Linked DNA regions of Sus scrofa: region 2 is linked to region 1. Evidence: chromatin contacts called from public HiChIP or PLAC-seq data. All regions are on one chromosome and are shown on one strand. Each heading gives the region's core, a stretch centred on a gene start, on an enhancer-like site or on the middle of the called end of the contact. The rest is flanking DNA. Distances are from core to core; before and after follow the strand shown.

Region 1 (6,581 bases), core at 1,657-4,156:
CTCTGTAAAAATTATTTACTGAGAAAGAAATCTCCAAGTTATATGATGTGTATCTTGAAATGTCACCATTTGAAGTGTCATACATACCCACCCAATGTGGTTCCTGGTAGACTGAATTTGCATTTTCATATCTCACCCTCTGCCTTACTTCAGTTCCCCTACTAGGCCCAATTCAGATTTATCTCATACCATTTTTATTAAACAGGGCTCTATAACAGATGGGAAAAGAGTAAAAACACATTCCAGCCCTTAAACAGTTTTTATTTTCATTAGAAACCTGACAAATGAAAATGATAATGTAACTAAAAATATAAAGCTATAAATTCTGTTTGTGAAGTGGCTTTATGTTCAACTTCTCAGATGGTTTAATTGAAGTTTCTTGGGGCCAGGACCAGATCAGAAGGTTAAAAGAGGGGAGGTATTGGGGTGGCAGGATGTAGATTAACCTCAGGTAGATCTGAGTTCAAGTTTTGATTTTACCCTTTACTTCTCTAGGAATTTGGCCTTACTAGTTTAAGTGGCTACCTAAGCTCTTTCAATTTGTTCTTACATTAAAATAGAGGTACATATATCTCTAAGAGTTGTTTTTAAAATTAAGCAAATAAATTGGCAGAGTGTCTGTCACAAGATAATGGTCAAATTGATGGAAGCTGCCATCTTTATTGTTGCTATTATTATTATTAAAATTAAAGTGTGAATATTAACCCTAGGAGTAATAATTCATAGTTTTTTCATCCATAGATTTTTAATCATAATTGTCCAAATATAACTATGGTTGGCCAATTTTGAAAACACCTTGGTTTTATCCTTTTTTATTCTATGATAATGCTTTGCTAATTGACACTTTAGGATTATCTTGTTTTATTCCTGTTAAATTATACTATGTTGATAGGTCCTTTTTCTGAATGCAAAACACCTTTCTCGGAGAGAAACGTTACTTGAACTATATCAATATAGAAGAAGAAAGGATTCATTTTTATGGTATCTCTTTAAGAAGGAGGGTTTTGTTTTTTGTTTTTTGTTTTTTGTTTTTTTTTTTTTTGTTTTGTTTTTGGCTTTTTAGGGCCTCAACTGAGTCACATGGACATTACCAGGCTAGGGGTTGGATTGGAGCTGCAGCTACTTTCCTACGCCACAGCTCATGGCAACGCCAGATCCTTAACCCACTGAGTGAGGCCAGGGAGGGAACCCTAGTCCTCATGGATGCTAGTTGGGTTTGTTACTGCTGAGCCATGATGGGAGCTCCCAAAGAAGGAGCATTTTTTTTTATTGAATTAGTATTATAGATAATAATGTAAGTGAACATTATGTAATGAAAACTATAAAGTAAACCAGTGATTTTTATTAATTTAAAAAGTCTTTTTTGTTTTCCAGATTATCAAATGAGGCAGAGAGATTTTAGAGATGTTAGTAATTATATCATTACAGGAAAATAATTAATTGATTTGCTAGGAATTTTATCTTGGGTCCTATTCATCTCTGGGATTCATATTTGAAATTTAGCCAGTCTCTTAAAATTGTGTTTACTCTTGGTCTATGTGTATAACTTTTTCAGGGAGAGGGTCCATATGTCATCAGATCCTCAAAGAGATGCTTAACTCCACTCATTAAGAAAGATAACCTCCCCTGTTTTAGAGGTCACCAGTCTCCCAAGCCATTTATATCAATGTTGGTTAAATGAAAGCCAGCTTTCCCTTTTCCTCTTGCCATATTAGGAGGTAGAGTCTAAAAAGAGAACTGAGAATTTGGTGGTGATGGAAGTGGGGGTTCTAATAATTACATTAAAAAATGCAATGACTGTACAATATAACATGTAGACACAATTATATCACAATATATGGTTTTGATAACATGTTCATATTTGTTTGCACATCTCCTCTGGGCAGTGCATTTATAAGGTGAGGCATAGAGATGGATAAGGCATGGGTTCTTTCCTCTGAGAGGGAGGCCACACAGATATTCATTCACATTTGATTATTGAGGCGATGGAAGTTCTGTGATGAAACTGCTTGTACCCGGTTCTACAGGTACAAAGCAATCAAGGAGATTCCTGAGTCCTTTATACTATAATATGCTTTCTATTGCCTGGCATGTAATTATTACCCATACATTTTTACTTATTCCTCTTATATGTGAATTTAAAATGTCATATTTGTTCTGCTTCCATTAATGCAGTTTTGAATGATGATTCATCAGTGCAGTGGCCTATTTTAGTGAACCACAATAGCTTGGGTAGAAAGAAAAAAAAAAAGATTCAACATACTCAGGAATGGAAAGCAGCCATCTTTTTATAGCTAAAATTGCAAACATCTGGCAATTACTCTATTCTACCTCCCTTCAAAAAAAGAAGAATCGTCCGTTCAACTGTGGAGCCTGCCACTGTGTTTAATCAAGGCAGCTATGCAAGCCTCAAGGAGCGATAGGTTTTGATTCAAGGAGGCCATTGCCTAACCCAGTTGGCCAGACTCTCTTTGGAAAATACACCATTTAATACTGCCCATATGCTACTGTGTTATGTAATGATAATAATGGTAATATGGCAATTAATGGCTGTAGAAAATCCGTATTTGCTTTCCTGCCCTAGCTCATTTGTGGTGTCTTTTATGATAGCTTTTATGTTTTTGCAACTTAACTGTTCAGGTCAAGTTTGCCTCTCTCCATCCTCTGGAGCTTTTCGTATTCCTGAGTCGAAGGTTCAGCTATATCAATGCAAGTCATACTTACTGATTTGATTTTTATTATAAACTGGTCTAGTAAAACGTTGAGGGAACAAATTCATTTCTTTTGAAAGCCTGACAGTGATCTTATAGTCAAAAAACAATCCACTGTGCCTATGATTCCCTCATACCCCACCCTTTTTTCTTATTATGATAATTGCTTGTGAAACTAGTTCTTCCCTCCCTGGCAAAAGTCAGCTCTGCTGGCAGGGGAAGTGAGAATGACGGGTGGTTTGCAATAAGGGCTGAGAGTCAGAACTTCTGCATTTTTCTCTTGGGGCCAATGCCAGCTTTCACTCTGGCCATGACCAATGTACTCACCTTTCTATTCCCCATTTACCTTTCTCTTCCTCTGAGCCACTGAAGGGGATAGGTGGACTTTTCCCTTCCCAGGTTCTGCCAACCTTGCTGTCACTGTTTGCGTTTGGCTCTAGGGTATCTTGGTCAATGATCATTATGTGAAGGGATGGAAAAGATGTAGTTTAAAAAAAAAAAAGTTTCAATGGCATGGCAATTTTCAAAAACAACCTCAAGTACTAAAAATAGGATGTTTTCTGGTGTTATAGTGTTAGCATTTTATGGTACTTGGAAATCATAGGCATGCAGTGGGGGCCATGAGCTTATTATACCCTTGCTTTTTATGCCTTTGGTAGAACTATGTTCAATACCAAAGCCACTGCCTTAGCTTTGATATTATAATTTTACTAAGCTGTCTCTCCTGCCAGTCTTCCCAAAATCCCACTGAATTTTGCAAACATTTCATTAACTTAACTGCAACTTTACAAAAGTTGAGATTGTGATTGGGGGGGGGGGTTCTGTTTAAAAACATATATAAAGGGAAGAAAAGAAGCAAGAACTCCTAATAACCTAAAATGCATATCTTAGTACAACTATTCCATAGAGACCTTGATGGAATAATGGTCTCTGGAATCTCAAAATGTGTGTCTCCCTTTCTCTGTCTGTATCCAGTAAATTACTGATAGTTCTAGCTTTTCTCCCTCATGAGCACATCTTAGAACTTGGACTTGTTATAGGCAATATTGTTGCCCAGTGCTTTTCTCCTTGATGACCTTCCTAAAGTGGAAGAGCCTGTGCCACTTTATGGCTGTGTTGTACTCTTACTTAAGGGCTTAAAAATCCACAAACTTTTTAGAACACAACCTGTGCTATATTGCAGAGGACTTTAAATGTCTCAGTAGTTCTCTACCTTCACGACATGCAAGAATCACCTGGGGAACTTTAAAAAAATGCTGAGACTTGGCCTTCACTCTCAGATAATTCTAATATAATTGGTCTAGGATAGGCACCTTTTCTTTTTTAAAAACATTTTCCAAGTCTTAGAACCACTGAGACAGTCCAATCTCTCCTCTGATACTTGAGTTCCTATCACGTCTAACAAGATGTTTTTCATGCTTTTCTTGAATATTTTTAGTGTGTGAAACTGAAACTGCCCTTTCTGTCTTTGGACAGTTCTGAGTTTTTGGAAAGTTTGTCTTTATTTTGATTAGAAATCTGCTCTCATAAAATGTGGACATATTTTTTAATCTTAGGAATTTATAATCTTTAGCCATGGAGTTTAGTTAGTACTTAAAGTTTTAAAAATGTGCCCTCAGGGAGGAAAAATCTGTAACAATCTGATCACATCGCTTGAATGGTAACCAGTTGTCATTAAATAGGACCTCTTCCTTAACCACTTTTGAGTTAGGAGTCTCTGGAAAGGAATGGTGAAGAACAAACAGAAAAACAAATTAAACAAATGTTTTTTCTAGGGAGGCATCATCAGAGTTACCTTGCCAACTAGCCAATTTGACCTCAAGAGCAGGAACTCTTCGCTGGTCACCATTCAATTCATGGTGTCTAACGTGGTTGAGGTGCAAATGAGGCATTCAATGACTACTTACTGAATAAATGATAAGTATGACATTTATTGAGGTGGCTCAAATTAAATATACAAACACTGATAGTTTTAAGCATAACAGCAGGTTAGAAAATACAGTGGGAGAAGGTCCCTTTTGCAGGGGAATAAAGCTAAAATGCCCAAATGCACACATTTAATAAGAGATATGAAACATATGTTCACACAATGAAAAAACAAACAAAATATAACCCTCAACTCTCTGGAAAAACATAAGTCTTGGTAGCAGTGTCCCTGGTATAGATCTGTCCTCTCAGGCAGCCATTAGATTGCTTTGGCTTTAACATATGGTGGAGGTGGGAATATGTTTTATTTGTAGGGTCACTTGTATTTCTTTTGGATTAAAAGATATTTTACTATATTCAGGTGAAACCTGCTGCACCCCAGGTCTACCTCTGGTCCTAGTTCTGCCCTTGAAGATTGCAAAGGAAAGTCCTCCTCCCTATTATTTCCATTGTAGGGTTCTAAAGCTTTTAATTATTTTATTCAGCCTATCCTGGAAAGCCTGGTTTATCAGGGCCCAGAACTAAACTTAATGCTGTTGAGTGCAGATAGAGAATGGCAAAATTCTCTAAAAGAATTACTTTTCCTAAGCAAAGGTGTAAGTACCAAGAACTGCCTTTCAGCACAGTTTCTTAGGCTTACTGATAGGACTAGTCTATGTGGTATATTATAGTTGACTTTTAAAAAAATCACATATAGTTTTGATAAATAGAATAGAATAAAAAGTCTTGGTGGAGAAGGGTGTGGTAAGGTCAACAAATAACTTTAGATCTTTCTTGAGATTAGATTAAGTAGCTTGATTAGGGCAAATATGACATAGCTGAATAAATGAGTTGGAGTTCTTGGAACCTAGGCAAGTCTAAATTTTGAGGAAACAAATTAGAAAAGTTAGAGTTTAGAATGAGTAATAGTAAAGGCAAAACTAAGGTAATTAAGATTATTTGGAATTGCCCATGTAATTGTTTTTTGCAGTAGCTATCCCTGATTTATGCTGTTCATAGGTTTAAGTTGTTTTATGGCTATTTATTTATTTATTTATTTTTAAAGGGAGATGGATAATCTACTATTTTCCCTCTGCCCATGCCAGTGATTTGTTATTTGTGTGTTGCAGTTACATGCTACCCCTACTTGGTTGTAGCATGCCTAACACATTGGTCAATCATAAAAGTGAACATCAAAACCGTTGAAACTCAACCCATAAGTTAAGGTGATAAAGTTGCAGCATCATTCTGCAAGTACACTGACCTTTGTGATTTATTATCCCATATATTTGATTAGAATGTGAAAAGCATATAGTTAGAGTAATAGAGGCAGATGATTGAACACTCATAGACATCTGGAGAGGAAGTACTGGGGAGATGGTTGCCCAGAACTTCTAAGAGCTTTTTGTGGCAACCTGAGAAGGCAGAGGCATAGGCATGGCTTGGAATTCAAAGCCACAAAAATAAGGCTAAGTTCAATAAAACTGAAAACACTTTTATACCATCATTGATGTATAACTACCCCCACATCAATTTAGATATTTTTTAGCGTAAGTAGATTTTATTCATTTTGATATTTTTCCTTCAATTCATTTAACTATGTTATAATTAAGTTCTTTTTTTCCTCTCAGGCTTCTTGGATTCCAAATAATACTATGTTTCAGCCATAGTTCCCTTTAAAGACAGGGTTTTTTTGAGGCATTGCGTTTTGCAAATAGTGAATCTCTAGCATTCCTAAGCAGTGTATCTCATTTAATTTGCTCTATATTGGATGTAACCCAGATAAATATTATCCTATGTAAAAATATTAACAGTTCTAGACTGAAATTATAATTGGGAATTGCTGCCTCTTCTCCTGGAAAACAGTCTTAGCTCAAGGTTGAGAAAGAGATGTCTTAGGATCTGTGCCTATTTTAGAGATTTCAAGAAATTTTCCTTCTCTCCAGCAGCTGCTAGGAACCTTGT
Region 2 (6,581 bases), core at 1,883-4,382, 330 kb after region 1:
ACCCCTCTTTAGAAGTAAGAGCACAGAGATACAGGGAGGAGGAAAGTGACTTATCTCTCATTAGTGTCAGAGCTAGGTCTGTATTCAGTTGTTCACACTCCTAGTCCCCATGTGTTTTGCAGACACTGCAAGTTTTTAGCTTGTCCAGAAAATAAACCCAAACACAATGATGTCTGTTGTTGATTTGGAAGGAACACTTACATATCAGGGAAAGTCTAGTGAACAGAAGCTTGTCTTTTTAGGAAATATGAATATTTCAGATACCACTCTTTGAAATCTTCTTTGTTGAAAAAGAAAATGACAAAATTCCCTGCCTTTGTAAACATACTGTGTGGATTGTCATTCACAATGACCTAGGACCACAGTGAAATTATTTATTGCAGTGAGCTCTGTAGCAGTGATGTCAGCAGAGCCTCTGGAAACACCTAAGGCCATTTGTCCATACACTAAGTGACCACAGGTGGCTTTGTAGTTCTTGTGCCTATTTTTCATTCCCCCACCTTTTTTTTTTACTGCATTTTTATTCTTGCTGCATTTTTATTCTTGCTATTTGAATGATGCTCCTGTGGCTGCCTCCTTCAGTTTTCTTATGAGCTAAAAATGTCATGAAAATTGGGAAGGTTACTTGATCTTTGCTGACCTCAGTTTCCTCATATATAGAATGGTGATGGTTGCAGGATTTTGACCAAAGGCCTATGAATATGAAATGAGGCAATCCAGCAATCCTTGACTGGCTCAGGGAGTGGAAGTGGAATGAATGTTATTCTGAGATTAATTTTGATAAGATTTCTGGCCTATTCAGCATTTCTGAAAGGGAGGGCCTTACATGTGCAGTGAGATACATTGGGCTTGGGAAATTGTTTTACCCTCTCAGACATACCTCTCTCCCATTTTTTTTTAATGCTTGGCTTGCTCTCCTGAGTGTGTGGTAAAACTGAAAAAAAGTTTAATCTAGCTAATTATGGGTTTCTCGAATAATGGACTTAAGTTTCAGTCTCCATCCCAGGTGTAACATCTTGGTATTTCTTTAGGACCCATTTTCCTTCTGCTTTGGTTGCCTGTTACTGTACTATGTTCATGACAAGGAACATGACCTGGCTCATATTTAATCACATCCTTGGAAGAAGTGGGTGAATTCAAATAATGGAAATTTTTACCATCCTTCTTGACTTCACTCCCTCATAAGAAACTTTAGTCAAGATTTCTCTTTAATGAGATTTATCCGTGGTGACTCTAAACGTAATTTAATTCTTATCAGAATTTAGTTAAGCTTTACTCCAAAACCCTTGTTCGATATTGATTTCAGAGTTCAGTACAGCCCTCAAGTCCTCAGATGGATGTTTTAGCATTTTAATTTCTTCTGAACTTTTATAAGTCCAATAAGCTGCCGCACTAAAAATGTAAAGGGTTTTCTTGTGCGGAGGTTGGGGAAGCGGGAAGAATAAAATGAAACATTTGTTTTGAAGATAGAGTTTGTATTGAGAAGAACCCTAGGGCTGTGTGTATCTCCCTTTGAACCAGAGCCCTTAGAAAAGGAAGCACCTGCAATGTCATCCAGTCAAATTACCTCCTGTTCCATTAGTGGAAACAATATGTCTGAAGAGATCCCTTTCAAAGCAGAGAAAACCTAAGCCCTGGGCCTCAGTCTGTGCCTTTTTTATTATTATTAATGGAATCAGAATATTGAAGATAGCGTCTTAGTTAATTATTTCTGTGTAAGGACCATCCTGTTTGATGCTCTGAGTTCGGAAAGGAGACGAGTCTAACATAAATTTAATTTATTCTTGCCCCAATTGGTTATTGATCAACTGAAGATCATATTTAAATTAAACATTTAAGTAATTTGGAGAGAAAATATACCAGTTATGGCTTTATCTTTGATTCAGTGATTATTCAGATTTACCTATATCCTCTTGAATCCTTAATCCTTACATGTACATAGGATTAAACAAATTTGATTCAGTAAGGCATTGTGTTTCACTTTAATCATTTTGTACATGCTTTCTTTTGTATTTTCTATTGATTGACAATATAAATATATGTATATATATATATATATATATAGCTTTTCATTGTTAATAATTTCCATTTTTAGCTTTTCATATGTTTAGTTTACACACTACTTTTTAAAACCATTTGCTACTGGACAGATAATGGATATTTTCCAATCTTTTAGTATTATAAAAAACATGCCTATAAATAACTGAGTAAAATTTTATTTAATTTTATTTTGAATTGCTTTCTTAGCATAAATTCTGTGATTTATATTACCAAATTTATGGCAATTTGAAGAGCTTTTACTAGATTTCTTTAAAAAGATATTTTCACTTTAGAGAACCATCAACAATAATGAGACCAAATGTTAAACTATAACCTGTCCACTATTGAAGAGGTTTATTTACATTTATTTTGAACCAACTGAATAGGTGCATTATATAATAGTTTTTAATTTGGGTTTCTGTAATTAGCAAAATCATTAAGATGCTTTTTTTCTTTGGTGATACATCTCTTAAAAGCTTAGTTTTGATTATTCTTATGGATTTGTTTAAATAAACATATTAAAATTAGAGCACTAAGCTTCCTTGGGAAGAAAAGTGATATAAATAGCATACCTTGGTCCTAGTCTTTGCTTTCCTGGTATGATGTGAAATAAATCATTTAATCTGTGAGTACCAGTATCCTCATTTATTAAAGGGAAATATTAACTTCTAACCATTCTTCAAAGAGAAGGAGTGAACAGGAGTAATATTTTCTACATGATGAAGAAATCATTTACTAATACAAGGGCTTAATCTGATTAATAACATTTTCATTGCTTTTTTTTCTTTGGCTTAATCTGATGGAATTTAGAAATCCTCTAAGTTTGGGGTAATTTCATAGCTGCAGTTGCTATGGAAATCCTGCAATAAATAGATGTCATAGAAGGAATATGAGGACATATATGAGAAGAGGTTAATGTTTTTCTTAAGATTTTTGTGTTGGTATGGGAAGCAACCATACTTCCCACTGCCCTCAATGAGACAGGCTTCTAAGTACAGATTTACAAAAGAATTGCTGTGTTCTCAGCATTGCCAAAGAGTCTGGGCCTAGAGACACAGTGCATCAGAGATGCTCAGCAAGTCTGTTTATGAGATGGCAGCCAAGGATCTTCCCCTAAACCAGGGCTCTTACTCAGAGTGGATGGAATCCAGCTCCTGACTCTCTGGTAGTGGAAGTTGGTACAGGCATTTTTATTACAGTTACAATCCAAGTGATTAAAAGACTTAAGGAAATAGGAGGCCAACTTCACATGAGACTAAACACTTAAAAGTTCCTGAATTTGCGCATTAGTGGCTCACACACTAACAGCTTTTTTTCTCCCTGTGTCACTAAATGGCTACAGTTAAAACATTCTAACTTTTCAACCTACTTTAAGAGGTAGGTTTTGTACCTTTGCAGGAAGGTTGTCTTTTATATGCTCAATTCCACCTAATAAAATGTTTTAAAAGCAGTTATGGCTAGTGCTTTATGTGGGTATTAGCAACGGACCTGAGAGTTTAGACTAAACTTGAGAAATTCAGGTGAACTTCTCTCCTCTTTCCTTAATTACATACCCCTCCTGCTCTCTCATCCCCAAGTAGTGGGTCTCTCTCTCTCTCTCTCTCTCCCTCTCTCTCTCTCTTTCCCACATACCACCCATCCACTCACACACGCACACACGCGCTTTCTTCTTAATGTTAATTACATCATCCTCCTATAAGCACTCTCCCAGGAAAGAGAAAAATGGTTCAAGAGAGAGGAAAATTTGTCAAGTATGCTCTTGAGAGATTTAACCATTCTAACTACTACGAATAGTTTTCTCCTCCATTTGTACAGCCCCTTATATTTCACAGTGCTCCTGCGCCTCTTTTACTGCACCTTACGCATTAGAACCTTGTGAAACAGACAGAGGGGAGATTATTGGTCCCATTTATAGTGGCTTTGATATTTTCAAAGAAAAAGACAAAACGAAGCCTAAGGAACAGATCTTTTCACTTGCATTTTATTACTAGATCCATTCTGCTGCCCTGAAACTACAGTTCAGCTTCCTAAAAATGTGCGGATATTGACAGCCCCCTGGGATTATATAGCCTTTGAGTCCCACAGTTTTAATTGATGACCACATGAATCATGGCTTCCAGTATTACAGAGCCTAAAATGCTAAACTTCTGCCAACTTAAAACCACAGCCCCTGCCTTTCCATGAGCATTTACTTGTTGCTCTCCCCGAAATGTCTCAGGTTTTAAGACAAAAGCCCATTTTTATGGTTAAAAATAATCACAGCAATAACTAATGTTTCTTTAGTGCCTTAATTTTTACACAGCACTTTTTGTTTATCTCAGGTCACTTTCTCAAAATCTTAGAATATAGGTACAATTATTATTGCCTTTACTTCCAATAGTAATAACTTGGGTTTTAGAAAAAAATCAGCTTGCTCAGTCCCACAGAGCATGAGTGTCAGATCCAGGACTTGATCCCGGTCTTTGATTTTCAAGTTCAACTCTGCACATATCCAACAAATTATTGGAAATTTCATTTGTTATTACTAGGTTTCATTTTTCCTCATTAATTTTTTTCTCTATTACCATATATGAGCTCAGAATATTTTTTTCTTATAGTAGTAATTAAAAAAAAACTCAGTTTTTAAGTATCACATGCTCACTAGAGAAAAATTAGAAAATACTTTTAAAGGGCATATAACTCTCCCATCTAAATATTAGAACAGTTTACATTTTACCACATATTTTTTCTATTTTGGTGTACCTGGATATGATATATGTTTATAGATGTAACCACATACCTATATATATGTTTACATGTACATACAAACACAATGAGATCATACTGTCTGTACTAATTAATAACTTGCTTTTATTATGTAACAGTATATCAAACTTTGCCTCCTACAGAAATAGTTTCTTTTAAATATTCCATGAACACTCAAAAAGAATGTATATGACTTGCATACCTTTTCTGAAAAAAAGTGACTCAAAAATATTCCAGCAGGCAAATAAATTAATCAAAAAGTATGTAGGAAATCTAGAATAACTAAAATTATGATAAGCCATGAATCAACAAAACTAATAGTTAAAAATAGATAGGAATAGGTGTAATGCCAAATTCAGACCAAAAGAAAATAATATTAATTACCTACTCATTATGATATTAATTATGATATTAATAATAGACAAAATACAGTTCAGGACAAAACTATCACATAAGCCAAAGAACACTATTTTATTGACAAATGTCATAGTTCCTGAAAAATGATCTTGAGCCTTTTTTCATTAAATAGCATTACATTGAAATATGATACAAAAATATTGATGAAATATGAGATGAAGATGGTAAAACCGTAGTCTTTATAAAACTTTAACATATTTCTTATAATCTCTGACAAACCAATTATAGAAGTTGGATAATATGATTAGATATCATTGATTTAATCCATACAACCAAAGAGATTATATCTTCTTTCCAAATCATGGAATATTTAGAAAAGCATCATATTATAGTCCAAAAGGAAAATATAGACAGCTTCTACTTTGGCTGACTGGTTGTGCATGTCAGCACAGTAAGGCAAGAAACCCATAAAAGGATAAACAATAAACATACTCTTGAGTTTAAAAAAATTTCTTGGAAAGTAATGGTAATAACACTGCATGACAAGGAGAATGAGATGCAGCCAAAGTGGAATTCCAGGTAAAGTTGGTAATCATTAATTGCAACAAGAAAGAGTGCAAATATATGAACCTAAAAAACTGGAAATGACAAAAGCAACCCAAAGGGAAAAGGGATTAGTTTAAATGAAGGCAGTTCTTGATGCATTGAAAAATATTAGAATTTTTAAGTTCAGGAGATGATTCTTTGAAAAGCATAGTAAAGTGAACATCCAGTGAAGATAATCAAGAATTAAGGGGAAAACCAAAAATTATAAAAATTTAAGAATGAAAAGGAAGCTTTCAGCATCGATGTAGAGGACATTTAATTATTACAGTTAAAATTTTATAGAAAAGAGGCTATTCTCTGTGCAAATCTAAATACAGGGGAAGAAAACTTAAATAACCTCATAAACATGGATGAAATGCAGAGCTACTACCTGAGAAAGAACCAAGAACTTTTACAAACAGGAGTTTTCAAATCTTTGAAGAACAACTGATTCCTGTGCTATTTCAATTTTCAGAGCTTAGCAAGAGAAGATAAGCTTCCCAAATCATCTTGTAAAGGTAGCCTGATCCTGATTAATTATACCTAACCTAGGTTGCCCCCCAAAGAACACTCTATGCTAATAGAACTTTCATAAGTGCAGAAATCTTAATTGAAATATTAGCACACTGAATGCCACATAGTGAAACAATCCAGGTTATTCCATGATTCCAGTGTTAGAACAATTATTAGGAATCTTTTAGCATGATTAGTTGTAGTGAAATATCAATTTTAAAAAAATTAGTAAACATCCATTGATGCCAAAAAAGCATTTAATGAAATTTATCACACATTCTTTTTTAAAAATGAAAATAATTGCAATAACTTAAAATGAGCTTTAAATAAAATAGAAGAAA

Evidence for each region. HiChIP or PLAC-seq counts read pairs in DNA pulled down with a chosen protein or histone mark.
Region 2: a contact with region 1 is called in an H3K27ac HiChIP or PLAC-seq map of alveolar macrophages. The contact joins two enhancer-like sites. A contact is called at or near these places in 1 of 47 Hi-C or Micro-C datasets (epiblast stem cells) and 2 of 2 datasets of contacts at active chromatin or transcription factors (alveolar macrophages and skeletal muscle).

What each region holds. Positions count from the first base shown.
Region 1 is chr13:126,026,500-126,033,080 of Sscrofa11.1, forward strand. The region is part of intron 3 of LPP (lipoma-preferred partner); the gene reads left to right. Among named protein-coding and RNA genes, the nearest start is that of LPP, 250 kb to the left of the region's middle. Within about 2 kb of position 2,907, at least 7 of the 83 cell types and tissues checked have an H3K27ac peak or open chromatin away from gene starts, as enhancers often do. A contact at or near this core is called in alveolar macrophages, where this site is marked.
Region 2 is chr13:126,359,824-126,366,404 of Sscrofa11.1, forward strand. All of the region lies in intron 8 of LPP (lipoma-preferred partner), which reads left to right. Among named protein-coding and RNA genes, the nearest start is that of MIR28, 81 kb to the left of the region's middle. Within about 2 kb of position 3,133, at least 3 of the 83 cell types and tissues checked have an H3K27ac peak or open chromatin away from gene starts, as enhancers often do. A contact at or near this core is called in alveolar macrophages, where this site is marked.